Regions from separate parts of the Oryctolagus cuniculus genome. Here region 1 is linked to region 2. The links are chromatin contacts, called in public Micro-C maps. All regions are on one chromosome and are shown on one strand. The core of a region is the stretch at or near the end of the contact, and the rest is flanking DNA. Distances in the headings are between cores, read along the strand shown. Region 1 holds the start of WDR87 (WD repeat domain 87). Region 2 overlaps SIPA1L3 (signal induced proliferation associated 1 like 3).

Region 1 (5,977 bases), core at 1,110-3,609, 74 kb before region 2:
AGAATAACTGACCATGCAGGGGACAGAGCCCTTGGTGGTGACTGAGACTACTCCAGCTCATAAAGCAAATTTATTTGATAAAATAGACCAGAGACTTTCGGACCAGGACAGGCAGAGCCTTTGCCCCTAGTAAGCAGGAAGCAGCTATAGAAGATATGATTTTATGCCCTTCAGCGTCTGTTAAGATTAAGGTCTGGAGTTTGGGGGGGGGGGGAGAATGATATAGGCAGGCAGATAGGATCAAATTGATTAGATTTGTGAGCTAGAAGACCACGCCCTCCACTATGTCCCCTGTGTGATCTCAGGCCCCTACCTGACCCTACCTATGCACACACCTGCCAGACTACATAACCACTCCCCTTTGGGGAGTGAATAAAAGGCCTGGCCCGTGGTGGGCCCTGCTCTTTTTGTTGTCCTTGTTGTGCACTCTTGTTGCCCCCTGGTTGCACCGCGCCTCTGGGCTCCAGCCCTGCCTCTGCTTCCTGTCTGCATGCTCGCTCCACGTGGCTCCTGGCTTGCTCTCTACCTGGTATGGACGCAACTGCAACTTAGCTTCTACACTTCTTTCTCCCCTAATTAAAGCCCTCACTTTCCAATGCATTTCTCTCACTGAATACAAATGCTTAACAACTTAAAAAAATAAATATAGCTTGGAATAATATTTTGGATGGATGAGTATTTGGGTTAAATAATCAAAATTAACTTCACCTGTTTTGTGTGTGTTTAAACGCTAAAGCTGCTCATGTGACTTGTATTTTTACCAGATAGCCTCTTCCAGCTCATTGCTGTCTAGTGGGGGCCTGATACCCTGCTGGACTGAGAACCTCCGAGCGTTAGGACCCCCCTCTGTTTAATTTCTCCTGTGTCTTTTTTTTTTATTATTTTTATTTATTTATTTTTTTTGACAGGCAGAGTGGACAGTGAGAGAGAGAGAGACAGAGAGAAAGGTCTTCCTTTGCCGTTGGTTCACCCTCCAATGGCTGCCGCGGCCAGCGCGATGCGACCGGCGCACCGCGCTGATCCGATGGCAGGAGCCAGGATCCAGGTGCTTTTCCTGGTCTCCCATGGGGTGCAGGGCCCAAGCACCTGGGCCATCCTCCACTGCACTCCCGGGCCACAGCAGAGGGCTGGCCTGGAAGAGGGGCAACCGGGACAGAATCCGGCGCCCCGACCGGGACTAGAACCCGGTGTGCCGGCGCCGCTAGGCGGAGGATTAGCCTAGTGAGCCGCGGCGCCGGCCTCTCCTGTGTCTTAATAATCACCCAACTTGGCATAGGCCAGGGACTTAATGCATGCTTGTTGAAAACGAGGGCAAAGGAATGACCTGCTGCCCCTCGCCCAGGAAGAGGGAATGTGTGCTTCACAGCTTCTTATTTCCTGGAAGACGTGGCCTGAAGCAGAAAGGGTACTGCCCAGAGAACCTTGCAGTTCCAGTCAGTTCCTCAGTAACCCTCATGGAGGAGGAATGGCAGTATCCATCAATTAAAAAAAAAAAAAAAAAAAGCTGGACACTTGTGTCCGCAGGTGGAATAAATCCGGATCCCCTTTCCTGGCTGTAGGTACTCAGCAAGCACTAGTTACCCTCCAAGTGTGTGATCAGCGAAGGAACGCCCTGCTCGTGGGATTCGGGCTCCCGGGGAAGCCGGAGCTCTGCCGTGGCCCCGGCAGGGCAAGGACGACCAGACCCGGCTCCCTTCACAGCCGGGGGGCGCCCCAGACCCGCGCGTGGGCCGGAGGGTGGGCGGGGCCGCGCCGTTTACCTGCGGCCGGATTCCCCGCAAGAGCCGGGCGCAGTGTGCGAGGCGGCACTCAGGAGCTCCTACGTGCAACAGACCTGGAGGGAGTGCCTGAGAGGCTACCTCGGGGATGCCGCGGAACGACTCCGAGAGAGCGGTTAGTCGCCCAACGCCGCGCTGGGCCGACTGACCAAGACGACGGGAGCGAGCGCGCGTGCGCGCCCGGCGCGAGACCCCGCCAAGCGCGCGCGAGCGTTCGAAAGAAAGGAAAAAAAAAAAAGCCTTTCCCGTGGGGGCCCGCGGAAATTTAGGCCGGAGTCGGCTGGCGAGCGCGCGTGCATGAACGCGCATCGACGCCCTCTGCCGCTCTTCTCCGCGGGGAATCGACCGCACTGCTCTGCTACCCCCGTCTCTCCCGAGGCTCTTGCTCTCGGGGTAACTAACTCACAGAGAGGAAGGGAGAAGGCCTACCTAAAGAAGGAAAGAGACGGAGAGGAAAAAGGAGAAACCACCCCGGTGGCGTGAGGAGCCAGGTTCCTGGACTGGAGCCTGCACAAGACACGCCCCCATTCCTCACGCCCCTCGGGGCTGCGGAAGTGCTCTGGAGCGGCAAGGAAGGCGACAGACTACCGTTCCCAGAAGGCGGTGCGGTGGTACGCCTACAACTCCCGGCAGCACTTGCGCACCAGGCGCTGTTCAATTCGCGGCCTCTGAGGGCGAAACTACAGTTCCCAGGAGGCTTCGCGCGAAGCGGCTTGGAAGTGGGCAGCCTGGAAGTCACTCGGGCCACCGGAGCTGGCGGCGTCTCCAGCGAGCAGCGCGGGGCCGGACGCCGCGGTTGTGAGGCCCGCAGGGCACGCAGCGGGGACGCCCAGGTATGTGGCTCCAGGTGCTGGAGCGGCCTCGCGAAAGGGTGGCGAGGAATAGGTGGCTGCTTGGACCCTGAGGGTCAGCGCGGGCGGGCGACCAGGCGGACGGCCGGGTGTGGGTACCGGGTGTTGGGGGGCGGCGGCGCCGGGATTCACGCCCTCCGGACCCGGCCGGACTAGTGCCCCTATGGCTCAACTTTCCAGACGTGCAACCTGGCGCCGCAGGGAAGAGCCTGGAGTCAGGGGGCGGTGGGTTCGCATCCCGGCTCTGCTGCTCGGGAGCTGCGACCGCGCTGAACCTCAGTTTTCCCTTTGCTAAAACGGGGAAGGAGAGTGATGGTCTTCTGCCTGGGATTCTGTTGAAATGTGGAGATCCGACAGAGCATATGGCACATACAAGGCACTTATTATGGGTTGGCTTTATTGTCAGCTCCCGGAGAAAGGGGGTGACGATACCGATTGCATAGGGTGGACGGTTAGGTGAGCCGTGTGTATTGTAAAGAGCCAAGTTCGTAGTTAGCACTCACTGCAGGGTAGCTGCCTGAGTCGACAGAGCTTTGGTTTGGGAGGCAGAGACCCAGTTCAAATTTAGGCTCTGGCATTTAGCAGCTGTGTGACCCTGCGCAGCTGACTGCACTTCTCTGTGCCTCGCTTTCTCTGCCTCTGTAACATAGGGGCTTTAAAATAGCAGCCACCGCAGCGTGCTCGGAGGATGTAGTGAGGAGACTACGTGTAAAGTGCTGAGCACAGCAGCGGGCATAATAGCGCTCAGCAAATGGTACAATTTATTCCGCGTTTTCCCGGCGCCCCGCAGACCCTCCGCGGGTGGAACGCTGGTTGGAGTCTTGGTGTCCCCAAAGGACCGGACTCAACTGGTCCCTTTGGCTTCCCCTCCTGCAGCCTGAAGTTCCTCATTTATAAAATGAGATAACGCATCACCCTCGGAAGGTTGTGGGATTTGCCGGGATTGTGTTCCTACTCCAGAGGCAGCTCTTCTGTAGGGGCATTGCGATCGTTCTGTGGTATTCTCCATCTGGCCCAGGCTCTGCCTGACCGTGGGCTGGGACGTGACAGCCCTGAGCTCCCCCACACGTTTGCTCCCAACCTCAGTGTCCCCATCTGTGAAATGGTAGTCGGAGGACTTGCATGCCAGCGTTGTTTGGATGATTCCAGGAGGTCGTTCTTGTTTAGCACTGAGCACGGGCCTGACACCGGGTAATTTTTGAAATGTTGTAAGTGTGCCTTTGTGTGATGGGCCTTTTTCTGCTTCTGTTTGCACCTACAGTGCCCAGTGGGGACAAGGTTAATGTTGCCCCCTCCCCCAATTCTTACTCATCACCAGTTAAATTTGGGAACAGTGGAAGGGCCCAAGGAGAGGAGATGCTGACCTGCTGTCAGCCCCCCACCCCCAGCCCCACGCCCCGTCCCTTCCACACCAGGATGTTCATTCATTGCAGTGCTGTCTCTGTCCCAGTGCTGCCAGTCCCTGTGTGTCTCAGCCACACCAGCCCCCTGGGTTCCATCTCGAGATGCGGAGACTGTACTTCCTCTGTGCCCTAGATGGCTATCCTTGGGGCACTGCACACTGAACATACCCAAGCTGAACTCCCCTCCGCCGCCACACCTAGTAGTCACCATCTTAGCAAGTGGGCCAACACTGAGCAGGTTGCCCAGACCAGAAATTAGGAAGTTGCTCTTCTTCCCCAGCCTTCCCACATCCAGTTGAGTGGCAAGAAGGATGGAATAGCCATTTCATTGGCCTATATTGGTCTCGATTATGACAGCAGGGAAAAATGCCCCTCAGCTCCTGGAGTGGCCTTTTCAGATAAGCTTGAGTTGTTTCTCTTAAATTGCCAAGGATTAACATAGGCAACCATAAGTAGCATGTGCATTAACCAGGGGCAGAGAAGAGCACACATGCAAGGCCACAGATGCGGCAGAAAGGCCTGGCTTCCAGGGGACCCGTTGCTACAGTTTTAGCCTGGTAAAGATGGGCTGAGTGGTTAATTTCTTTCTGAAAAATTATACTGTGTCAGCGGGTTCGAATATCCTGTACGGGAAGATGGCCATCCCAGGCGTTTCAGGAGGCAGGCGCACACAGCTGAGAACAGGCTGGGAAGAGGATTTATTAGGCCTCCATTAGGTTGAATCTGTGCTCAGAAACCTGTCATTGTGATTTTGTCTGATGATGGAAACCTGTGGTTTCAAGCAAATCTGTGATGGCCGCCAAATTTAAGGTTTTTCTTTTTTTTTCCCCCTGTGTGTGTGTGTGTGTGTGTGTGTGTGTGTGTGTGTTTTAAATCCGAGGAACTAAAGCAGTGTCTTTAAAAAAAAACCACAACTATTGGTTGGTCTCAATTGTTAGTGACAACAGCACATGGTTTTTAGGAGGCTGGAATAGTCTAAGAGTTTAACGTGAGCCTGTTTTTGCAGACATTGCAGTTGTTAGGTGGTAAATCAAAAATGAAATTTAGAATGTGTGGTGACTGGCCCCTTTTGCTGCAAGATATTAATTTGCTGGTATATTTCAAAATTAGCTTTAATAACTTGAAAACTCTAAATGTATTTATATATTAAGAGAATGCAATAGTCACTTCCTTTAAAGTATTTCTTTTTCACTGTTAGAATGAAAGGATGTCGGATCAGTTTGTGCGCTTGTGTTTTCTTTAAGATTACTTTTTAAGACTGTCCTGGTCTTGGCCTTTACCTGTTTGTTTGTGTGTGTGATTGGGTTGAATTTGGCTTACAAAAGTTGTTTACAAGAAACACACACATTATGTATGTCCTGGCACTTTATAAAAATTTTTAATTTTTTATCTGTTCAATATAAAATTAAAAAATTTTAAAGACTTATTTTATTTGAAAGAGTTAGAGGTAGAAGCAGAGAGAGGTCTTCCATCTGCTGGTTCACTCCCCAAATGGCCGCAACGGCCCGAGCTGAGCCCATCCAAAGCCAGGAGTCAGGTGCTTCTTCTGGGTCTCCCATATGGGTGCAGGGGCCCAAGGACTTGGGCCGTCCTCTGCTGCTTTCCCAGGCCATAGAAGAGAGCTGAATCAGAAGTGGAGCAGCTGGGACTTGAACTGGCACCCATATAGGATGCCTGGCACTGCAGGTCAGGGCTTTAACCTGCTGTGCCACGCTGCCAACCCCAAGAAAAAATTTTAAATGTGTGCCGAACAATGTAGTGATGTTAAGGGAAAATAAGTGCCATCCCCAAGCCCCTGCTTTGAAACCCCTTGCCCCCAGAGATAACCATTTATTCAAAAAGTGTGTATTAAGTATCTGCTGTCAAGCTTCAGGGATTTCAGGGTGAGTAAAACTGACACGCGCTTTGCTTTGGCACTTAGGATGAGTGTTTTCCATTTTTTTCT
Region 2 (6,051 bases), core at 3,258-5,757:
TTTGACCAACATCTCCTCCATCCTCCAGCTCCTCATCCTCATTATCATACCAGACCCAGGGAGGACTCTAATTGAGTTCTAGGCCTATCCACGAAGCTGGTGTTTGTGGGAGGGCAAGACGGAGTTGCTAGGCACTCTACATATATTGACTAATACGTGTGCAACCTTTAGTAGGTAGTAAGCGCTTTTGTCTTCTGTAATTCACCTTTTTTAATTGAAAAGTGGGACTGATATAATCATCCCTACCGCACACACAGGGCTTGGGAAAGATTCTAGGTAGTAAGCGTTTATCATGAATGGAGAAAAGTGCACGAATGGAAAAGCTGGGTCAGAAGGCGCCCATGATTTGCTAAAGCTTCTGGGTTTGTGTTGTGAAGAGGCCCTGCAGAAAGGCATTCCTCTTCACTGCAAGCAGAGATGGCCCGTTTCCCTCTTCTTGAGTCAGTCCTGGATCTTGTCTCCCAGGAAGACATTCAGAGTCATTTCCATCAGAACAGAAATGGCCAAGTATTATGAACACTTAAGAAACTGTCCGTATTTTTCAGAATTGAGTTGTGTAAGGCTGAAATGCGTGATATCTGGGCTTTGCTTTAAAGTACGCAGCAAGAAGAACAAGGAAGGAGCTATAGATTAAGCTCATGGGGCAGACTCTTGACAGTTGATTTGGGGTTTGGGTGCATGGGAGTTCATTATAGTTTTTTCCCTACTTTTTTTTTTTTTTTTTAGAACATTAACAAAACAATCCTCTACACACGCACACACACACACACACACACAGAGCCTAGCCAGGGCAGTGACGGATCCATGACCACCTTGGAGCCCTCTGTTCGCCTGGTCCTCTCCAAGAATCCCCTCTGTGCAGAGACCCCTTTGGCTCAGCAGCTGGGGGGATCATGGTCTCTGGGCCAGAGCGGTGATTACTCCTCTTTCCCACCCTGCAGTGGAGACCAGAATCCCTAGTGATTAATTCCTGGGATCTCTCTCGCTGGCGGGTCTGGTTTTAACATGAGGTGGAGGGAGCTGCAAGCTGCTTTTCTCCAAGGATCAGTGTGATGATGTGTAAAAACGTAAGTGGCTGATTCTCCACAATGACTAATGGTGAGTCCAGGCCCACTAATCCTCTAAACACACAAGCAGCCCTTGCCCCACCTTAAACAAGCGTGCACCCCAGCCTTTTCTCCGGCTTCCCATGTGCAGAGGTGTGGCCTGTGAGTTTTCCACATGCTCTCCAGTCCACTGCCCTGTTCAGGTTAGGGAGAGACCTTCACATCTCATCTGGGGCTGGGTGGGTTGCAGTCAGTGAAGGGTGGTCCACCCAGGCATTGATTCCTGGTCTTTCCAGAAAGGTCATCATTTAAGAATGATTCTTGCACAGCTCAGCAGGAGACCCACGTGTGCCTGTGGTCAGTTGCAGCTTCCGGCTGTCTGCTTTTGCTGAGTTCTGGCAACTTTTCATTTCCTTTAGGAAACAGAGTGAGTCTGGAGAGAAGTATGAATAATCATGATGACACACCTGGCAGTAAGGACCCAAGGACCCTTGGAACCTGGCCTTGAAGCTCATGGTGTCCTTATGGCAAGGTCATAGACAGCATGAACCAGGGGGAAAAGGGCACCTAGAAGTAGATGTCCTGGGTTCAAAACCCAGTATCCCCACTTAATGACCATGTGACCTTGGGAAGTCCCTTAACTTCTCCGTGCCTCAGTTTCCCCACCTGTGAAATGATGATAGCACCTACTTCATAGGCCTGTGAGGTTTAACTTAGGTACTTTTGTAAGGTTTTTATTTTTTAAACTGCCTCATCTATAGTAGTTGCTCCATTAATATTGGCTGCAGCAATTACTGTTGCACTCTGCTGTCGTAATCATGCAGAGGTAGGATTCAGAACCCGTAGTTGGGGTGGGCATTGTAGCACAATGGGTTAGGCACTATTGGGATGCCCGCATTCTATGCTGGAGTGCCAGTTTGAGTCCCTGGCTACTCTTTCCAGTCCCGCGTCCTGCTGATGCACGTGGAAGGCAGTGGATAATAGCCCAAGTATTTGCGTTCCTGTCATCCATTTGTGAGACAGGTGGAGTTCATGGCTCCTAGCTTTGGCTCATTTAGGAAGTGAACCAGCAGATGGAAGATCTCTTTCTCTCTCCTGTCCCTCTCTTGTCACTCAGTCTTTCAAGTAAATAAGTAAATCTTAGAAAGAAAGAACCCTCAGTCTGTAAAAGCCATTCAGATGGAAGTAGAAATTAGAGGTGAGGGAGAGGGAAGCTCCTTCCCCCCCAACAGTTTGTGGCTGGGGAAACTGTCCTAATTTTACCATTTAAAAATAATGTTATTCAAAATCTCCTAAGAAAGCACAGGTGAAAAATGAAGGGGGAAAAATGTCCCTCCCCACTTCTCTGTACACATAGTCACACTGGGCAAAAAAAAAAAAAAAAAAAAAAAAAAAAAAAAAAAAAACTGAAAGGAAATGAGCGTATCTCCTTTTGTATGAAAGATTATAGACAACTTTATATTCTTTACGCATTTCTTTATTTTCCAGGTTTAGATAAACATGTGAGTGTGTGTGTGTACATGTGTGTGTGTATAAGATTACAAAATGTACATGGAAGGTGCAATCAAAAGACAAGCTTATTTTGCTGCAAATATTTTTTTAAAAATTCATACATAGTTTCTTCCTGATATACGTTTTCCATGAACTTTTTCAGGGGTCCTCATATGTGCATATACCACTTTCATCAGCAAGAGAAGTGTGTCAGAAGACACCACGGGAGCTGTGGCTCAGAGGAATTTCTGTAGAATTCTTCTGGAATACAGCTTTTTGGTGTTTGTTTGAATTTTTAAATTTATTTATTTAAGAGACAAAGGGAGCCGTCTCCGCTGGTTCACTCCCCAAATGCCCACAATGACTGGGGCTGGTTCAAGCCAAAGCTGGGAGCAGGCAGCTCAGTCTTAGTCTGGACATGGGTGGCTAGGACCCTAACCACTTGAGCCATCACCTGCTGTCTCCTAGGGTACATATTAGCAGGAAACCAGAACCTTGAAGCAGAGCCAGGACTCAAACCCAAGCACTCTGACAGGGATGTAGGTTCCCAAGAGTCATCTTAACTGCTAGGCCAAATGCCTGCCCCTGATTGATTTATTTTTTTTTTATTTATTTTTTTTTTTTTAAGATTTATTTACTTAAAAGACAGAATTGGGGAGGGAGGGAGAGATCTTCCATCCACTAGTTCACTCCCCAAATGGCCACAACAGCTAGGGGTGGACTAGGCCAAAGCCAGGAGTCTCCATCTCTGCCTCCGAGTCTCCCACATGGGTGGCAAGGGCCCACCTACTTGGAGCATCTTACGCTGCTTCCCCAGAGAGCTGGATCAGAAGTGGAGCAGCTGGGACTTGAACAAGCACTCAGATGGGATGCCAGTGTCATGTTCAGTGGCTTATCCTGCTGTGCCATGTCTGCCCCCTTGATGCTGTGTTTTTTGAAGAATTTGAAGTTTACTGTGTATGGGTGAAATAGTCATTTTTCCATTTGATGGTTGTTTATAGCCCTTGCCTATATTTCCACTAAACCAAGGGATTTCATGTTTAAAATAGCATGATATGGATGGGTGTTTGCCCTAGTGGTTAACATGCAAGTTGGGATGCCCACATCCTGTATCAGAGCGCCTGGGTTTGAATCCCAGTTCTGCTCTCTGTTCCAGCTTCCTGCTCATTCAGACCCTGAGAGACAGCAGATGATGGCTCAAGTGGTTGTGTCCCTGCTACCCATGTAGGAGACCTGGACTGAGTTTCCAGCTCCTGGTTTTGGCCTGGACTGGCCTGACCATTGTGGGTATTTGGTGGAATGAACTGGAGGATCATGGCTGTCTCTGTCTTTCTCTGCCTCTCAAATAAACAAACATATTTTTAAAAAAATAGTGTGACATCTCAGATGTTGGGCACTCTCAGCTCACTGTCCTTTACTTATCAGAACTTGTATATTGAAGTTGGAGTTATGAATAACAATAAAATTGAGACCAGAGCAGTTTATTTGTTCAATAAGCATCAATTAGAGAACTATTCTGGGCCCACCACCCATGAACAAGGCAGACAGTCCCTCCTGCCCGGAGCCCGCAGACAGGGAGAGCGCCCAAGAAACATACAGCCACATGGGTGGGTGCTGCGTTCTGAACGGAAGCACAGAGGAGTCACAGAGACTCCTCAGATAAATAGTGCTTAACTATCATGTTCTGGGTACAAATGGAAAAAATGATTTCTGTGTGCATCTCTGGCTCAGCCTCGCCTCTGAAAGTTTCCAGCTGTGGGCAGCGTCCTCCAGATGGGCGTTGCCATGGAGGCATCTTCTACTTCTCACTTCCTGACTGAGTTTATTTCCGAGTTTCCCAAACTGGTGCCAGTTCCCAGCTGTAAATACAGACGTGGCGGGGTCACTCTTTCCTGCTGTCTTGTAGCTGCTCAGAGAGCGGATGTGGCTGGAGTCCAGCCCGGGAGCCGCCTCCTGACGGAGGAGTGGTGAGACCTGCTGTGTTGTGGTTCCCCTCCCGTCCAGGCTCTGGGTCCTTTTGTCCTTCCTGGGGACTGTGCCAGCATGCCCCAGCCTGTGTTTTGAAACTTTAGACCCCAGCTTGTATTTGATGAAGAAATGAGACTTCCTCCACCACCCAGCTAGGGAGAAGTTAAGTCAAGCCTCTTTCATGCAGACCCCCCACCGAGGCCCCATTTGCGGCCCTTCTGACTGAAGCTGAAAAAGGACTTGCTGACCTGAACAAAGGCACTGCAAACAAGATGGGGAAGAGGAGGATCACTGCCTACTGGGACTGAAACTTTTCAGCTACCCTTTAATGCTTTAGAATAACACAGTTGTGCATTGCTCAAGGACAGGGACAGCATGTGAGAGATGGCGTTGCCAGATGATTTCGTCATTGTGAACAGCAGAGTGAACTTACACAAACCAAGACAGCTGATACCACTAGGTGATATCCTATAGGACCGTTGTTGTAGATGCTGTCAGTGGTTGACTAAGAGAGTGTTATGTGGCGTGAGACTGAATTTACTGTGTAGTAGGAAGTCTTCAAATCATTTAAAAGAAATTTTTTTTTTTTTTGAGAGACTGATATCGCCCATCTGTTGTTTCATTCCCCAAATGCTGGCAATAGCTGGGAGCTAGGAAGTCAGTCCAGGTCTTCCCTGTGGGTAACAGGTACCCAATCACCTAAGCCATCACCTGCTGCCTCTCAGCGCGTGCATTTCCGGGAACTTTGATATGGGATGTGGGTGGCACATCTAGTCTGCCCCCCCCCCTTTTTTTTTTTTTTTTTTTGACAGAGTGGACAGTGAGAGAGAGACAGAGAAAAAGGTCTTCCTTTGCCGTTGGTTCACCCTCCAATGGCCGCCACGGCTGGCACACTGCACTGATCCGAAGCCAGGAGACAGGTGCTTTTCCTGGTCTTCCCATGTGGGTGCAGGGCCCAAGCACTTGGGCCATCCTCCACTGCACTCCCGGGCCACAGCAGAGAGCTGGCCTGGAAGAGGGGCAACCGGGACAGAATCCGGCACCCCGACTGGGACTAGAACCCGGTGTGCCGGCGCCCCAAGGTGGAGGATTAGCCTAGTGAGCCGCGGCACCGGCCTCCTGCCCTTTTAAAATAAATAAATAGGCCAGCGCCACACTCACTAGGCTAATCCTCCGCCTTGGGGTGCCGGCACACCAGGTTCTAGTCCCAGTCGGGGTGCCGGATTCTGTCCCGGTTGCCCCTCTTCCAGGCCAGCTCTCTGCTGTGGCCCGGGAGTGCAGTGGAGGATGGCCCAAGTGCTTGGGCCCTGCACCCACATGGGAAGACCAGGAAAAGCACCTGTCTCCTGGCTTCAGATCAGCGCGATGCGCCGGCTGTAGTGCGCTGGCCGCGGCGGCCATTGGAGGGTGAACCAACGGCAAAAGAAGACCTTTTTCTCTGTCTCTCTCACTGTCCACTCTGCCTGTCAAAAAAATAAATAAATAAAATAAATAGATAAATAAGCTGGCACATATCCTCCTTTTTTATGTTTATTATTATTTTTTA

Evidence for each region. A called contact is a pair of places that touch in the nucleus more often than the background predicts.
Region 1: a contact with region 2 is called in a Micro-C map of ear pinna, with 2.9 times the contacts expected there. The contact joins the promoter of WDR87 here to the enhancer-like site in region 2. A contact is called at or near these places in 3 of 6 Hi-C or Micro-C datasets (ear pinna, skin fibroblasts and an unstated tissue).

Annotation. Positions count from the first base shown.
Region 1 is chr18:16,609,991-16,615,967 of mOryCun1.1, reverse strand. It overlaps WDR87 (WD repeat domain 87), which reads right to left and starts at 2,359. Exons shown (of 5, transcript XM_070062252.1): 1 at 1,761-2,359. The coding sequence starts at 2,087. SIPA1L3 (signal induced proliferation associated 1 like 3) reads left to right here and starts at 2,379. Exons shown (of 22, transcript XM_008257242.4): 1 at 2,379-2,611.
Region 2 is chr18:16,538,002-16,544,052 of mOryCun1.1, reverse strand. All of the region lies in intron 1 of SIPA1L3 (signal induced proliferation associated 1 like 3), which reads left to right. Among named protein-coding and RNA genes, the nearest start is that of SIPA1L3, 73 kb to the left of the region's middle. Within about 2 kb of position 4,507, at least 2 of the 8 cell types and tissues checked have an H3K27ac peak or open chromatin away from gene starts, as enhancers often do. A contact at or near this core is called in ear pinna, where this site is marked.